2 separate regions of the Anas platyrhynchos genome follow, and region 2 is linked to region 1. Evidence: chromatin contacts called from public Hi-C data. All regions are on one chromosome and are shown on one strand. The core of a region is the stretch at or near the end of the contact, and the rest is flanking DNA. Distances in the headings are between cores, read along the strand shown.

Region 1 (4,086 bases), core at 951-3,450:
CAACTCCAATTCTCCACTCCAATCTACACTGCACCACTGACGGCTGAGATTTGTATTGCTGGGGTACAAAGGGCACATAAAACTAATCCGTTTGCAATACTGACTCAAATGTATAATGCATTAAAATAAAATGCCACAATTGAGCACAGCATTAAGCATGTTCAACAAGTTAACAAATATAGCCTTAGTTTATTTGATCTAGATAACAAAGGCTGGTTAACATGATTACTACTTTTTAGCTTTATAATAGGATTTATTTACCACCAATTCACCTTTCCAAAGGAACACTGTACTGAAACAAGACACAGAACAATTCCTCCATTTGTTTCTATACACTGCTATCTCTTGCCCTCTGAGGGAGGATAATGCACAGAATTAGACAAACATGCACACCAATAAATCTCAGAAAAAGTTGAGCCCTGCCTTATGCTGGGCCATGCTTTAATAAAACACTGAAGATCACCACCTGGTGGATCACTGCTATCTTGGAATGTGTGTGAAGTCAGACAGTCAGAATGCTCACCAAACAAGAGTCTGCTTAGAAGTTAAGCATCACTGTTCACATTAATTGTTTTCTCCCTAAATGAGAGAAGCCAGGTTGCTGGATCAGCTGCTATGCAAACAAATTATGAGGTCTTGACTTTGGCCATAAGCATATGTGTAACTGACAAAGGAAATTCAAGTGGCAAAAACCTAGCTATGAAGAACAAATCTGTATCACCTGATACATCCTGGAAACATTCATATAAAAATAAGTAAACACCACTTATAACTCTCAATACAATTAGGTCAGGATTCACTCCTTGAAATCAAAGTAGATAACCCCAGTATAAAGGTCTTCATTTTAACAATGCCTGAACATGATGTGCCAGACGAAAAGAAAACCACAAGACAAATAGGACGGTAGAATTATAATCCAAGCATCTTCTGAACAGCCTCATGTTTAGGAAGGATAAAGCCTGGACATTAAAGAGCAGCAGTAGGAAAGATGAAAGATGACCAACTAAGGATATTAGTGGCATATACAGAAGGAAAACAGTCAGTGCTTTCATATGTTTACAAAAACAGAACTTCAAAATAGTTTGGACACATGAAATAGATACACAGTAGAAGACTGATTCTGGTTTATGGACCTGAGATAGAGGAAAAACAAAAATGTTGTAAAAGGGAACCAGCATTGAAAAAGGGACTAATAAAAACGTTGAACAATAATTTAAAAATATTAGAAATTCTCAGATGTTTTTCATAGAAAAAAGACCAATCCCATAGTGAATTTCCAAAATTATGAATTCTATACGTAAGAGTAAATAAATTTTCTATTTGAAAAGCTGTTCTATACATTACAATCTTTACTAAGTAACTCTTTAGGCATATACCCTTCCTCATGCTCACTTAGACAGAACTTGGCATTAACAAAACAGTTCTTAGGTCTGAATACTCAGGTTCTTGGTACTCAGAAATATATATAAAAAAAAAAGCTGTCCTGCTGCTGACATACCTCAGATGTTTAAAAGATAGATAGAGTTAAAACTGAAGTGTTCGAATTCCAAAAGCTTTTAATCCAAGCTGCTGGAAACTTCCATAAACCAGAATATAGAAGTCAAGAAGAGTGAAAACTAGATATAAATTATTTTGACTCTGGTAAGGGAGCTACTGGGGTGCTACAAGTAAAGTACCACACACACAAAAAAAAAAAAGGCCAAGATGAAGAGAATAGTAACAGAGCCAACAATGTATTATTGTTACTCTACTGTAAGATAGCAAGCAACCCAGCAGAGGGAGCATGTTAGTCACCCTTATTCCCTACACCAGCAAGAGGTGCTTTTGAAGAATGTGACTGTTTCATTATCACTAAATTCTAATTACGACTTTCCAAACAAGAGCTGAAAGAATGTATAAGGAATTGTATGTTAAATAATTTGCAGTAGAGAAATCCAGAAAGGAAAAAAAGCAGAAGCAAAGCAGCTTTTCTAATGCTTAAGACTGCTCAGCGTTACACACACTGGATCTAGATTCGGTAGAGCTGCTTCCCTATTTCAGTTTTCTCCAATAAGCAAGCAGTTCATCCTGTGCAAGTACAAAATAAACTCTCATTGATCAGCCAACAATTAGTCAGAACTATACAAAACCTCAAACCAGATGTGATTGCTACAATCATGTGCATACCAAGTTATAATGAAAGATTAGAAAGAGTCCTGTACACATACAAGCTTTGTAAACTTACTGTCAAGAGCTGCCTGTGTTCTAACACCACTGTGCCCATTCTGTAAACAAATGAGAAATGAATAAATCATCTCAGAAGTATATTGTATTTTCCAAATGAATCACACATTTAACATGCTTCATGCAAAATTCTATATTTGTTCTAAATTGAAAAAGAAAAAAGGAAGAAAATTAGCTTTTTACTGCCTTTAACAAAACCACATAATAAAGTTCTCAAGTGCAAGGTGTCCTGAACATACAGAATCCCATACACTGCCCATACTACACCCATCATCAGGAGACCTTCCCATGTACTGTATATAACAAACTTCAGGTTCACACCAATATGAAAGAAAGGATTGCATTAACATATAGGAAATGGTTGTGCTTTTGATCTAATGCAACTCACAATTTTAACTATCCAAGTTACACAGACGCCAATTTTTTTCCATTGAAAGATAAGACTTGAGAAGCACCAGTTGTTTTTTGGATAACGCTGGAGTACAGAAGTGGATAGTCTATGCTTGATCCTCACCAGTACATACGAGCTAGTGCAGAAGACAAGTGTGACTGAGCCATTACATAACAAAGGCCAGAAGTAAATAAACTTACAAACTCTCACAAGTTCCTTAAACATTCAATAAATTCTCTTTAAACAAACCTAATTTCCACGTACAAAGAGTAGGTGCTTTTAAATATCTCCCAAGAGATCACCTATCCTAGATCAGATCTCACCCTACCCTTTTAAAAGGAAACAATACTAATTCCTATTGGTGTTTAAATCCAACAAAAGAATAATGCTGGAGGGGCCAAAAACCATTTTAGATCTATTTGATAGATTCCTTATAAATTTAAGGAATTATATGCGTTTGGATAGAAGCTGTCAAGTTATGGCAAAATACCATGACTAATATTTATATAGAGAGTGAGTTCCTTTTATAAAAGCTAAGCTTCGGGGAAGGAAACTCAACTGAAATATTGTGTTACTAAGTGTTACTAAGAAAAAAGGTCAGACAGCCATTTAAGATGTCAAGACCCATAAAATCAGAGGCTCTCTCATCCCAAATACAGGATAGCCCAAAATGGCTACACAATAGGAAAGGAAAGCATAAATAACAGGGTGGGCTTGCGAATTGCAAAAACCACTTAACTTGGTTGAAAGCATGGACATAGCAGGGTTATACGAGTCTAAAGCAGGTAAGATCATTTTACCTCTTTCTAGGTCTTATTGCTGAAGTTCACTCACCGTAACTGCAACAGGGGGTGGTTCAGATGAAGCCATGGAGCTTTGGTACGCTATCCTACTATGCACAGAAGTCTGTTCATAGGAGGAAGTTGTTGTTACCGGGCTAGTGCTCTGGGATGAGCAGGTCAGGCTGGAAGAGGTGATGGCAGAGGTTGTGTAGGTGGACTCCTGTACTGTATTGGATATTGGCAAAGAGGTATTCAAAGGATCACTGGAAAAAGTAAAAGTTATTTACCACAATGGTAAATGAGATATCAAACACCTTCGTGATAGTATCAGCTCCTACACAGTTATCTAAAACTTACTAAACTGAAACAGTCGAATTTACACTATTTATATTAGAAAAAATCATGAGTAAATACAATTTTTCTTTTTTTCTTTTTTTTTTTAAACAATTTTGCAACTTATTTCCATCCTCTCAAAGGATAAATTAATGATCATAACCTCTTTGTTAATCAACTAGATCCATGAAGGCCAGAGTATGATAAACACCTAGTCTTCTTAGAATAGAAATCTAACATTAGAGTAGCAGTCTAACACAATATGCAAAGAGTAAAAAAAAAAACAAAACATGCAGAGGGTTTAGTTTAAAAAACAGAATTTATGGAACTAGAAATGAATGTATAAGTTCAATTTTA
Region 2 (4,086 bases), core at 446-2,945, 61 kb after region 1:
AGTAAATGGCAAGATTTTGCTGATGGGATTTTTCTTAGCTTCCCTCTAGGTTGTAGCAGTAAATCAAACTCCAATCTGGAACAGTCAAATACTTTTGCAACTCATGGCACCAGGAGCTTTTTCGAAGCCCGGCCAAAACAATGCAAGTGAAACTGCCTACATTCCTGCATTTCTCTGGTTTTGTTTTTATTAAAGAATTTTGTAATCAATAGGCTGATAAAAGTGAAGCTAAAATAAAGGAGAACAGAGCTTGCCCAATTCCCACTCCTCCCTCCCTCCTTGAAGTTCCCAAAAGCTCGCCCATTTTCCAGACTACACATCAACATCAGTTTACACCAGTTAATCCAGTTCCTCCGTGTAACCCTCCATGAGTCCCAAAACATCATTAACGCTGCAAGCTGACTGAGCCTCCCTTGCTCCAAAGTTACCTAGGGTAAGGTTAAAAATAAAATTCCTTAAACAAGTTGGGTCAAACCACCACCATCAGAGAGCTCAGGCTGAGGCACAAATACTGAGTCAGTCAGGTAGGAATCCTGAACCCCAGATTCCTCCGGAGAACGCGGTACAACTGCGGGAACCGCTGAAGGAAGGAGTGGGGGGGGGCTGGTAAATAAATATGAAAAATAAATAAATAAATAAATAGATAGATAAATAAATAAACGAAAAGGGGCCGAGCTGCTGCCGCTCGCCGTGCAGGGCTCCATTTCAGCGGAAAGTGCAACTCCTCCGGGCCTGCACATCCTCCCAACCTCAACCCCCCCATACCCCCCCCCACCTCACCTCCCTCGCATCCAGCTCCGATTTCTGCCCTTGGAAAAAAATAAATAAATAAATAAATAATAAATAAAATAAATAAAATAAAATAAAATCACCTCGACCTCCTGGTGGTGGTTTGCTCCCTGCGGTCACCACCGGCTCCGGCCGGGAGCACCGGGCCCTGTGCACCCCCCCACACCCCCACCACCACCACACGGGCCCTGCCTCAGCTCCTGCTCCCGGCTCCCCCCCCACACACACACAGCCCCCGGGGCGATGGGGGACACCTCACCCCGCCACCCCAAACCCCGAGGAGACCCCCGGCAGAGAGACCCCCACAAAATGGAGCGGGGTTGGGTTGGGTTTGGGGAAGAGGGGGGGGGAAGGAGGGGAGGGGGGGGGGGCTCCCCCTGCTGAGCCCCCCTCAGAGCCGGGCCCGAGCGTTACCGAGCGGCGCCGGACGTTACCGAACCGCGCGGCGGTTACGTGAGGGGAGGGGGGAGCGGGAGGGGAGGGAGGGGGGGGGGGGTGGAGGAGGAGGAGGAGGAGGGGGGGGGGGGGGAGGGAGGGGGGGAGTTGGCGCGCGCTGCCCCCCCCCGGTACCTGCCCAATGTGCTCACAAAGCAGCAGCGCCCACCGCCGTCACGTGACCTCGCCTCCACGCGCGCGCCTCTCTCTCGCTCTCTCCCCCCCCCCGTCCTCGTCACGTGACGCCGCACGCGCGCCTCCCCCCCCCCCCTCCCCTCCCCTTTTTTTTTTTTTAAATCCCCCCCCCCCCGGTCCCCGCGCGCCGCGGCCCTCACGCACCAGCAGCGCGCGCCCATCCGCCGGCCCTTCCGCCTCGCCCCCCCTCCCCGCCCCGGCACCACGTGAGCTAAGGCGAGGGGAAGCCCCGCCCCTTCCCCCGCACGTGACCGGGGCACCGCCTGCTCCCGCGCGGCGGAAGGGGAGGGGTGGCCACGCCCCCTTCCTAGAGGGAGGGGGGGGGAGCGCGGGGGGGGGAACGTTAACGGCCGTAACGGGCAGTGAGGGGGGGGCGCCTCACGCGTCCCTGCTCCAAGCGCCCCCTAGCAGCAGTGTCACCACCAAGCCCTGTCCCCAAGCACCGCGTCCAACCTCTCCTTCAACACCCCCAGGGACGGTGACCCCACCACCTCCCTGGGCAACCCGTCCCAGTGCCTGACTGCTCTTTCTGAGCAGAAATGGCTCCTCATTGCCAACCTGAGCCTCCCCTGGCACAACTTGAGGCCGTTCCTTCTAGTCCTATCACTGGTTATCTGTGAGAAGAGGCTGACCCCCACCTCCGCACACCTTCCGTTCAGGTTGCTGTAGAAGCTCTGTCCCGAGCCTCCTCTTCTCCAGACTGAACATACCCATTCCCTCATCCACTCCTCACAGGACTTGTGCTCCAGGCCCTTCACCAGCTTCACAGCCCTTCTCCGGACGTGCTCCAGGCTCTCAATGTCCTTCTTGTAGCAAGGAACCCAAAACAACACAGCACTCAAGGTGCAGCCTCACCAGAGCAGAATACAGCGGGACGATCACCTCCCTGGTCTTGCTGGCTGCACTATTCCTCATACTATTCCTGAAACCAACACAAGCTCAGGGTTTTCCAGAGCCCTGCTGGTCCTTCTCCAGTTATTTCACTCCCAGAGGATTCACTGCAGACCCATTTGGTGTCCCAAGTTGTCCTCATGAACAGAAAATCAAAGGGTTCTGTTACTGCCACTTACTATGCCTGCTGAGAGCAATGCTCAAACAGTGCAGAAATAGGAACCAGTTCTGCACTGATATTATTTGCAGTTAAACACAGTTTAACCTCTATTATATTACATTGCACCTGTATTATGTGAAGTTAAAAATGGAGTGAAATCCAGCTGGCAACCAGTCCCAAGTGGTGCTCCCCAGAGGTCGGTGTTGGGACCCATTCTCTTTAATATCTTTATGGATGATTTGGACGAGGGAATTGCATGTACCCTCAGTAAGTTTGGAGATGACACCAAGTTGGGGGGAAGCGTCAATCTGCCACAGGGTAGGAAGGCCCTGAGAGGGACCTGGACAGGTCGGATTGATGGGCAGAGGCCAGTGGGAGGACGTTCAATGTGGCTAAGTGCTGGCTCCTGCCCTTTGGTCACAACAACCCTGTCGTCCCGCTGCACTCTGGTTCCCAGCTGGATGCGGTGATCGTCCCCCTGTACTCTGCTCTGGTGAGGCCGCACCTCGAGTGCTGTGTTCAGCTTTGGGCCCCTCACAACAGGAAAGACCTCGAGGGCCTGGAGCGTGTCCAGAGGAGGGCTGTGAAGCTGGTGAGGGTCCTGGAGCACAAGTCCTGTGAGAAGCAGCTGAGAGAACTAGGGGTGTTCAGTCTGGAGAAGAGGAGGCTCGGGACAGAGCTTATGGCTCTCTACAGCTACCTGAAAGGAAGGTGTGCGGAGCTGGGGGTCAGCCTCTGCTCACAGATAGCTAGCAATAGGACTACAGGGAACAGCCTCAAGTTGCACCAGGGGAGGTTCAGGCTGAAAATGAAGAGACATTTATCAGAAAGAGCAGTCAGGCACTGGGACAGGTTGCCCAGGGAGGTGGTGGGGTCACCGTCCCTGTGGGTATTGAAGGAAAGATTGGACGTGGTGCTTGGGGACAGGGTTCAGTGGGTGACAGTGGTGGTAGGGGGACGGTTGGAGCAGATGATCCTGGAGGTATTTTTCCAACCTTAATGATTCTGCGATTCTATGATTTTTAAGCATTAGGCTCTTTGGCTGGGTTGAACACAGGGAGGCACCACATTGACATGGAGGATTCTCAGAAGGCGTCATGGCAAGGGATAGCTGCAACGCAGGAGGAAAAGGGAGAACAAGAGGATGCCAGAGACTGATGGAGAGCTGCGAGGGGGTGACAGAGCAGAGCGTGTGGGAGCACTTGGTGCAGCTTCTGGCAGCGCCCCTGGGTAGAAATGGCAACCCCAGCTGCATGGTGACAGCAGAGATGACAAGGCACTGAGGTAGTTTGACTCCCCAAGACGGGGAATTTCAGGTTCTGAGCCAGGAAAAGAGAGAAGTTGGATCCTTTCAAATTTATCCTGCTCTGCATTTTCAACACTGGGTTCTGTACCACGCCTCTGTTTGTCTGAAGTGTAGCAGATATACTGTCCTGATTTCAGTTAGAACAGAATTTTCTTCCTAGTAGCTGGTGGAATGCTGTGTTTTGGCTTGGGATGAGAAGAGTGCTGATAACACCCCGATGTTTTAATTGTTGCAGAGCAGTGCTTATACCAAGCCAAGGACATCTCAGCCTTTCCCTCTGTCCTACCAACAGGCAGGCTGGGGGTGCAGT

What was found. A called contact is a pair of places that touch in the nucleus more often than the background predicts.
Region 2: a contact with region 1 is called in a Hi-C map of skeletal muscle, with 5 times the contacts expected there. The contact joins the promoter of UBAP2 here to the enhancer-like site in region 1. A contact is called at or near these places in 3 of 8 Hi-C or Micro-C datasets (liver, skeletal muscle and subcutaneous adipose tissue).

Annotation. Positions count from the first base shown.
Region 1 is chrZ:8,853,596-8,857,681 of IASCAAS_PekinDuck_T2T, forward strand. UBAP2 (ubiquitin associated protein 2) reads right to left here. Exons shown (of 29, transcript XM_072030794.1): 15 at 3,449-3,659; 16 at 2,225-2,264. Among named protein-coding and RNA genes, the nearest start is that of UBAP2, 61 kb to the right of the region's middle. Within about 2 kb of position 2,201, at least 1 of the 8 cell types and tissues checked has an H3K27ac peak or open chromatin away from gene starts, as enhancers often do.
Region 2 is chrZ:8,914,821-8,918,906 of IASCAAS_PekinDuck_T2T, forward strand. It overlaps UBAP2 (ubiquitin associated protein 2), which reads right to left and starts at 1,696. Exons shown (of 29, transcript XM_072030794.1): 1 at 1,564-1,696.